Linked DNA regions of Mus musculus: region 2 is linked to region 1. The links are chromatin contacts, called in public Hi-C maps. All regions are on one chromosome and are shown on one strand. The core of a region is the stretch at or near the end of the contact, and the rest is flanking DNA. Distances in the headings are between cores, read along the strand shown.

Region 1 (4,453 bases), core at 1,078-3,577:
TATTGCCAGGCAGTGGTGGCGCACGCCTTTAATCCCAGCAGGCAGAGTTCGAGACCAGCCTGGTCTACAGAGTGAGTTCCAGGACAGCCAAGGCTAAACAGAGAAACCCTGTCTCGAAAAAAAAAAAAAAGATTTTATACACACACACACACACACACACACACACACACACACTCACACTCACACACAACTTCACACACACACTCTTACAACTTCTTATAACTTGAGTTCCAGGGGACCTGAGGCCCTCTTTTGACCTCTGAAGGCACCAGGCTGGCATGTGGCAGACAGCAAATGTTCAAGCAAAACCATCACACACAGAAATAAAATAATTTCAGGTTAAAAGAATAAAAAGAAACCCAAGGAGGAATGCTAAATGGTACAAGACACTAGAGCACAAGGTTCTAACTTCTGACACCGGAGGCCTTGGAGACAGGCTGGGGAGCTATGGGGCCATGGCAGATGATAAAACTCTGCTACTTGCTTTTCCGAAGAAGTCGCCCCTGTCTGTTTCTGTTCCCCATTACAGCTGATTCCAAGCACTGCAATGTCTCTGATTTCTTGGAACCCTCACATCACCCCTGAGGTAGGTGGAGTAGTTTATTATCAAGGCTCTTGCAGCCGGACTGAGGCCTCCACGCATGTGACTGGCTTGGGTCACAAGGCTAATAAGAAGTTGATCTGCTCTCCTCACCCAAGTGGACTTGCCAGGTCTCAGCTGCCAGCTGCTGATAGAACCCTTGGGACTCCCAGAGAAGACAGGCAAGGGGGCCTGAAATAGTCCCAACCACCAATGATGGAGTCCCAGCTGTAGAATCAGAGGCCACTTGCCTAATGGTCTCTTCGCTTCTGATTTCTTTTCTCTCTCTCTCTCTCTCTCTCTCTCTCTCTCTCTCTCTCTTTTTCCACGTGGTTGCTGGGATTTGAACTCAGGACCTTCGGAAGAGCAATCGGTGCTCTTAACCACTAAGCCATCTCTACAGCCCCCCCCTTTTTAAGATTTATTTATTTATTATATGTGAGTACACTATAGCTGTCTTCAGACACTCCAGAAGAGGGTGTCAGATCTTATTATGGACGGTTGTGAGCCACCATGTGGTTTCTGGGATTTGAACTCAGGACCTTTGGAAGAGCAGTCTTAACCACTGAGCCATCTCTCCAGCCCCCCCCCCCCTTCTGATTTCTCACCCATAAAATGAGCCAGAAAATAGTGCCTCTGCAGAAGGGGAGATGGGGCACTGGGAACTGGAACTCATGGACTGGAGAGCATGCTGATTCTCCAGTTAGCAATGAGATACCATGGAGGAAGCCGGCCATGGTGTCTGAGGTCTTGCCAGACATCAATGGAGACCGTCTCTCGAAGGCCCAACTCAAAGCAGAAAGAACCTCTAACAACAAGGTCTATTCTTTCACTGTGGATGGATGCTCCATTCTTTTTTTGTTTGTTTGTTTGGTTAGTTTTTCCAGACAGGGTTTCTCTGTGTAGCTCTGGCTGTCCTGGAACTCACTCTGTAGACCAGGCTGGCCTCGAACTCAGAGATACCCTTTGATCTTCCTGCCTCCATCCCTGCAAGCTTGGAGCACGGGGATGTAGCGGCACACCGTGCTTATGTGCAGATGGAACCTGGGCCTTTGAGCATTCTAAGCAAGCACTGTACCAACTGAGGCACATCCACAGGTCCATCTGTCTTTGTTTCTTTCTATCTCTCCCCACCCCCCACCCCTCAGTCCCTAAGATTTGTGTGTGTGTGTGTGTGTGTGGTTTTTTAGCGACAGGGTTTCTCTGTATAGCCCTGGCTGTCCTGGAACTCACTTTGCAGACCAGGCTGTGCTCGAACTCAGAAATCCGCCTGCCTCTGCCTCCCGAGTGCTGGGGTTAAAGGCGTGCGCCACCACGCCCGGCTAGTACCTAAGATATTACCCAGAGCCTTGCATAGCCTAAGAAGGCAGCCTACCACAGACCTGTATCCCAAGCCCCAGACCGTGACTTTTCAAAGTGCCTCCTTCACTGCTCACCTCAGGAGAGCCTGATGTTAGCTGTAAGGAAAATGGAACCCAGCCAAGGATGCTGGAACCTGCCTGTAATCCCAACACTCAAAAGAGTTCAAAGCAGAAGGTTTCTCAATCAGAGGTCAGTCTGGGCTAAGTACCAAGGCCGGAGCCTGATTCCTCCAGGACTGCTCTGAGGCAGAAGACACTGTCATAAAGACCAGAGTGTCCCAAGGGTTTAGCCGAAGCCTGACTAGAACTCCTGATGCTCCTGTCCTTTGTTCCCTAGGGCAAGGCGTGATAAGCATGATAGGCGCTCACTCCAGCCTGGCTTCCCCCTTTACTTTCGGTTCTGTGTTACTGGAAATCCTGGCTCCACTGTGAGGCTTTCCTCTTCTGCCTCCGGAGGAGGCTGCCGGATGTGCTAAAGCCCAATCAAGATGCTGCAAGCTCAGAATTGCCTTCAAGAACAAACTGGAGTGCTGGGGGGTTAGGGATGGAGTTCAACTCTGGAATGCTTGCCTACCTTGTCCAGGAATGGGGTGGGAGAAAAAAAATCCAAGCAATGGGGACCCCAGCCCACCCAGCCTCCTAAACAAGATGAACGCCTTGATTGGAGGTTCAGCATGTACCTAGCTAACTCTGGCCCAGTCTTCATCCCTAGGGCAACCTCAAAAAGAGGCCTGGGAGTTAGGAATGGCAAAGCGGGGGAAGGGGCCCCTCAGTTGCCCAAGACCAGGTAAGTGCTGACACCCACAGCAAGGGAGGGTTCAAAGGTCAAAGGGTGCTGTTCTCCGGGGATTCTGGCATACACTCAGCTCCTGAAGATCTCTGGACACCTTGGCTAAGCCAGGGTGTGCCTCAGCTTCCTCATTTATAACAGGAAAAGAGATTAGATAATGTCTCTCTGCTATCCTCCTGATGACTTCTAAGGCATTGGCTTGAGGACAATTGTGGCCCACGAACACATTTTTCTTCCAGCCTCTTGAAGACAGGGTCTCTCCTTGTAGCTCTGGTTGGTAAAGAACTGAAATTCACTAAGGCCTCAGCCTCCAGGATACAGGGCTTACAGACCCATGCCTACCATACCAGGTTCTTACAGAAAGGTTTATTTTATTTTATTTTATTTTATTTTATTTTAAGACAGGGTTTTTCTGTGTAGCCCTGGATGTCCCAAAACTTACTTTGTAGACCAGGTTGGCCTGAAACTCACAGACCTGCCTGCCTCTGCCTCCCCAGTGCTGGAATTAAAAATGTGTGTCACTCCGGTCCAGCTTGGAATTTGTACTAAAGCTTTGTCATAGTTGTGCCTGCCTTTAATCCTAACACTCTTCCACTGCAGAGGCAGAGTCCATGAGTTCAAGGCCAGCCTGCTCTGCATAGCTACATAGCTCTGCTCTTCCAGCCACACAGCACACAGTTCACTGTCACCAAAGAACAAGAACAAGAGAAAGAAAAAGTACAGAAATCTGACTAGTGTCACCAGAGATGCAGCTAGGACGGTGAGAGTGCTTTCCTAAGGTGCAGGAAGCCCAGGACACCTGTGACCACAGCACTCAGGCTAGTCAGCACTTGGGGAGAACTGAATGAATGGATGAACAAATGAATTGGTGGATGAATGAATGAAAGCAAAGAAGGGCTCCTTCTGCATTCACTTACAAGGCAGTAATGGTGACCTGTACCACTAAAGAGCTGGTCTGCCTTACTCTCTGTGGCCACATCTTTCTCTCTGCAGCAGGGAAGAAGATATTCATCTGTCCCTTTGGAAGCCCTGTTATTTGAAAGGAAGGAGGCTGGCTTCCTGACAAAATGTGACCCAGAGGACCACCTCCAACCCCACTTCCCATTGGGAGCAGTGGGAGAGAGAGAGAGCACACCAGCAAGGGCTATCATAGGGATACTTCCTGTTTTCCTCTCCTGAAAGTATTCTGGATGGATAAAACTGGGGGATCAAAGAGACTGCCTGCCTCTGGGGCCTGGGGAAAGGCAGGATGGCTTTTAACCCTCTGCTGTCTCCCATGTATGAGTTGTACAGACAGCCAGGCTCCAGTTGCCCCTGCTGGATTTTATATGCAGCTGGGAATTGAACCCAGGTCTTCCTGAACACTTGGCAAGCACTCTAAGGACTGAACTACATCCCCATCCTAGATTTGAACCTCTTGAGCCATGATGGGGTTCCCAGTGTCACTAAGGATAATGTCCCCCAAGTGCTGACATAATGAAGCACCACACACTGGATGCTAAGCAAGCACGTGGGTGTGACTTCTCCACCTCAGACCAGGAATGCTAGGATTGTGCTGGTAAAATAGCCTCCCACAGCCTTAGAACTGGTGGGTGTGAGTAAGGCCTGGGCTTAGAACCCAGTAGGCTGGCAACTGGCACTAGAGTGCCCTTTGGAGACCTGCCGTCCTGTCTGCGGTATATGAGTGACTCAACTCTGGCAGTTCCAACAGAGGCAATTTAT
Region 2 (4,569 bases), core at 212-2,711, 36 kb before region 1:
ATATGGCACATACATATTCATGTATATCCATATGGCCCATATGTGCATATTTTTCTCTAATTCTCTTAATTGCTAGCATACCTAGAAAATGAAATAACTTGCCCAAGGACCACAGGTGACTTAGATGCAAGCCATCATTCATTCCTGGGAGATGCCTGGGGTGTTGCTGTCTGTTAGAAAGCACACTCAGGTCACAGACAGTAAAGGCCCATCTTCAAGAGAACCAGGACGTGGGATAACAGGCAGACTGTTGTGCCCAGGAGAAATGGCACCTGAGCATCACAGGAAGCCAGGGCTGAGATCTGCCTCCATGATGAAGCACTAATAGAGCATAGGGCAGGCTGATACACTGGTCCTGGACTAGGCATAGGATGGAATGCCTTTAATCCCAGCAGAGAGAGGCATAGACTCTTAGATCTCTGTGAGTTCAAGGCCATCCTAGTCTACATAGGAGTTCCAGGACAGTCAGGTCTACACAGTGAGACCCTTTTGTCTAAGAAGGTGAGAAGAAGGAGGAGGGGGGAGGAGGAGGAGGGGAGGGAGGGTGAACAGCAGCAGTAGCAGAAGAGGAGGAGGAAGAAGAAGGGGAGGGGAGGAAGAGGAGAAGATAGGGAGAAAGGGAGAAAAGGAGGGAGGAGGAGGGGAGAGGAAGAGAGGAGGGAGAGGTAAAGGAGAAGAGGAGGACAGGAGGGAGGGAAGAAAGGAAAGGAGAGGAGAGGAGAGGAGAGGGGAGGGGAGGGGAGGAGAGGGGAGGAGAGGGGAGGAGAGGGGAGGAAAGGGGAGGAGAGGGGAGGAAAGGGAAGAAGAAAGAAAGGAAGGAAGAAAGGAAGGAAGGAAGAGAAGAAAGGAGAAAAGAAAAGAAAGAAAAAAGCCGGGCAGTGGTGGTGCACGCCTTTAATCCCAGCACTCGGGAGGCAGAGGCAGGCTGATTTCTGAGTTCGAGGCCACCCTGGTCTACAAAGTGAGTTCCAGGACAGCCAGGGCTACACAGAGAAACCCTGTCTCGGAAAAAAAAAAAAAAGAAAAAAGAAAGAAAGAAAGAAAGAAAGAAAGAAAGAAAGAGAGTGAACGAGTGAACATTGTCCCGGGAAGTTTATCTGCTGTGAGCAGCAGCTGATGCACAGACTCATAACTAACTAAAGTCTGGAAATAAGTGAATGTTGAATGCTCAGCCTGAAACCAGAAGTCTATATTAAGCCCCGCCCGTAACCCCCACCCCTGACCAGCGCGCAGCACCCAGAGGGCACTTGGGAAGCATATGATTAGGATAGATTGTGTTTGCGTGTATGAAATTGTCACAGGACAAATAAAAGATATTTGCCTCAAGTCTTTAATCCCAACACCGAGGAAGCAGAGGCAGGAGGATCTCTGTGAGTTTGAAGCCTGCCTGGTGTATTTAGTGAATTGGAGGCTAGCCAGAGCTACACTGTGAGACCTTGTCTCAACAAATGTGACTCTCCCAGGTCATGCCCTAGTACTGACTAATCTTGACAAAATGAGGAAGTAACTAATAGGAATGGCTGCAACGTTCAAGACACTGCCCAAAATTCTGGGAAGCAGAAAAGAATGGAGAAGAAACAAAGACATGGTCCTTGCCTCTGTTTAATGGTCATTTATTTTACGTGTATACACACATAGGCATTTATGATCCACACACACAAAGATTGAAAGCTGTGATGATATTTAAAGAGCTGCCCATCTGGGCTAGGAGATAACTCAGTGTCTAGAAAGGGCAGGGGAGCTGAGTTCAAATCTACACACAGCTGGGCAAGGGAGTAATGTCAGCAATGCTTCCATGGAGAGATGGGAGCTGAGACAGGAGAATCTCGGACATGGCTGCTGAGAGCAAACAAAAGAAAGACCCTCACTCTGGGTGGGGGGTAAGCACCCAGGCCACATCTGAAGTTGTCCTCTGATTTCCACAAGCACACCATGGCCCATTCACACCCAGGCCTTCATGAAGATGCCTGTGGATGCACACACACATACTCACACTCACGCATAGGAACACACACACACACTCACACTCTGCTCTATAGACGACTGACACCAAGTCACAGAGACACGGCTGACGTGTCAAAATTCTATGGCAGCTAGGACGTACCCAGGCTGCTTCAGTGCTCACGGAGACACCACTACTAGTAAGGACAGGCTCTACTTGGCAAGGGGGCAAGCTGATGGTCCAGGCAATGTAGGCACTTTCCGGTAACCTGTTTACAAGTTGGCCCACTATGATAACCAGAACTTTTTCTGGGGAATTTTCAGGTGTGTGGGGACTTTCCAGTCCTCTCTCAGAACAGATATGGAAAATGGCCTTTCTCTGCTTTGCGCACCTGTCCGTTCGGCTTCGCCCCAGTCACGGGTTCGCAAGGGGAAGCTTCTGAAAGTGTGTGGTCCTCCCGAGCCCCAGCACCTGCAAGCCGATCAGAAATGCAAATTTGGGCCATTCCAGACCCACAGCATCAGAAACTGAGAAAGACAGGGAGGATGTCAACCATCTGCTTGCGTTTTTGTTGTTGTTGTTGCTTTTTTTTTTTTTTTTGGTTTTCTGAGACAGGGTTTCTCTGTGTAGCCCTGGCTGTCCTGGAACTCACTTTGTAGACCAGGCTGGCCTCAAACTCAGAAATCCGCCTGCCTCTGCCTCCCAAGTACTGGGGTCAAAGGTGTGCGCCACCACTGCCTGGCAGTTGTTGTTGCTGCTTTTTATTTGTTTGGACTGGCATCCAGTTTACAATCTTCCTGCCTCAGGCTCCTAAATACCCGGATTACCAGCTTGCAGCTTGCAAATAGATTTAAAATTCCTCCAAATAGATTTGCTTAAGTACATTTTTAGCTTATGTGTTCGGTCTCACTATGAATCTCTAGCTGTTTCTGCAACTCATACTATGTAGACCAGACTGGATTTGAACTCACAGAGCTCTGCCTGTCTGGGATTAAAGGTGTGCCACTGTGTTCTTGTGGATATCAAAGGATAGCCATCTTCAGGGTTGGTGACAAATGCCTTTGCCACCACTGCTTCCCATTCTTTATTTGTTTGTTCACTCGAGACAGAGTCTCGATGTTGTATAGTCTGACCTGGAACTCACAGTAATCTCCTGCCTAAGCCTCCCTGGATTCCCTAAGTGTGGTGTTCCAAAACGCTTTTAAACCCAGAGATCCGGAGGTAGGTGGAGCTCTGTGAGTTCAAGGCCAGCCTGTTAAGCACAGGACTGTACCTCAAAATAGAGAGGTGGGGGTCGGGTGGAGGGAGGGTTGGGACACCAAGAGACAACCTTGAGAAGACACAAGGAGGAGAAGACAGCTATGTGCAAGCTATAGCATCTAGAACAAAGAGGGTAATTGGTTTCTGTTGTGAATGAAACCCAGGTTTCAGCTCTTCATGTCAAAGCCCTAGTAAGCGAGAGATTTCCCTGACAACTTTTCCACAAGCTGAGGCTGGGGCATCTCAAATTCAAGGTAACTCACTGAGACTCTGCCTCAAGATTCACATAAAAGGGGGGTGGGGGGGAGGAGGTCGGTCGTGGTGGTGCACGCCTTTAATCCCAGCACTTGGGAGGTAGAGGCAGGCGGATTTCTGAGTTCAAGGCCAGCCTGCTCTACAGAGTGAGTTCCAGGTCAGCCAGGACTACACAGAGAAACCCTGTCTCGAAAAAAAAAAAAAAAGAGGGGGAAAGGACTGGAGGGATGCCTCAGTGGTTAAGAGCGCTTGCTGCTCTTCTAGAGGACCCAGGTTCAATACCCAGCAATTCCAGATTCCAGGGGATCTTATGCCTCCTCTGGCCTCCAAGGATACCTAAACACACACACACACACACACACACACACACACACACACACACTTTTAACTCAGCACTGAGGAGGCAGAAGCAGGAAGAGATCTCTCTTGTGTTCAAGGTCAGCATGGACTACATAGTGAATCACAGGTCAGGCATGTCTGCACAGTCAGACCCTATCTCAAAATAAATTACAAGCTCATTTATTTTTATTTATTTAACTCATTTAGTTATTTTTAAAGATTTATTTATTTATTTATTTATATGAGTACACTGCAGCTATCTTCAGACACACACTAGAAGAGGACATCAAATCTCATTACACATGGTTGTGAGCCACCATGTGGTTGCTGGGAATTGAACTCAGGACCTCTGGCCAAGCAGTCAGTGCTCTTAACCACCAAGCCATCTCTCTAGCCCTATTTATATTTTATTTGGCTTTGTGAGACATGGTTTTTCTGCTTAGCCCTGGCTGTCTTAGAACTCGCTCTGTAGACCAGGCTAGAACTCGCTCTGTCGACCAGGCTAGAATTCGCTCTGTAGACCAGGCTAGAACTCGCTCTGTCGACCAGGCTAGTCTTGAACTGGGAGATCTGCCTGCCTCTGCTTCTGAATGCTGGGACTGAAGGTGTGCAGCACCCCTGCCTGTTCAGTTGAAAATACTTTTTTTTTTTTTTAAATGAGAGACGGTTCTATATTCAAAGGAAGATCACTTGCTCAAGCACACGCAAGGCCTTAGAGAGAAAAATAACAAAACAAAACCCAAACCTGACTCTGATCCAGGCCCCATCAAGGC

What was found. Hi-C and Micro-C count contacts between places; a contact is called where the count stands out from the background.
Region 2: a Hi-C map of bone marrow-derived macrophages shows a contact between it and region 1, with 155 read pairs. The contact joins two enhancer-like sites. A contact is called at or near these places in 3 of 15 datasets of contacts at CTCF or cohesin (the NIH/3T3 cell line and embryonic stem cells), 76 of 484 Hi-C or Micro-C datasets (B cells, B-cell progenitors, the BV-2 cell line and 49 more), 37 of 115 datasets of contacts at active chromatin or transcription factors (the 230-238 cell line, CD8 T cells, the HPC-7 cell line and 22 more) and 1 of 9 other capture datasets (bone marrow-derived macrophages).

Annotation. Positions count from the first base shown.
Region 1 is chr17:29,440,100-29,444,552 of GRCm38.p6, reverse strand. All of the region lies in intron 2 of Gm36199 (a long non-coding RNA gene), which reads right to left. Among named protein-coding and RNA genes, the nearest start is that of Gm36486, 4.7 kb to the right of the region's middle. Within about 2 kb of position 2,327, at least 70 of the 459 cell types and tissues checked have an H3K27ac peak or open chromatin away from gene starts, as enhancers often do. A contact at or near this core is called in Kupffer cells, bone marrow-derived dendritic cells, bone marrow-derived macrophages and 3 more, where this site is marked.
Region 2 is chr17:29,475,368-29,479,936 of GRCm38.p6, reverse strand. All of the region lies in intron 1 of Gm26885 (predicted gene, 26885), which reads left to right. Among named protein-coding and RNA genes, the nearest start is that of Gm41558, 5.9 kb to the left of the region's middle. Within about 2 kb of position 1,461, at least 35 of the 459 cell types and tissues checked have an H3K27ac peak or open chromatin away from gene starts, as enhancers often do. A contact at or near this core is called in Kupffer cells, bone marrow-derived dendritic cells, bone marrow-derived macrophages and 3 more, where this site is marked.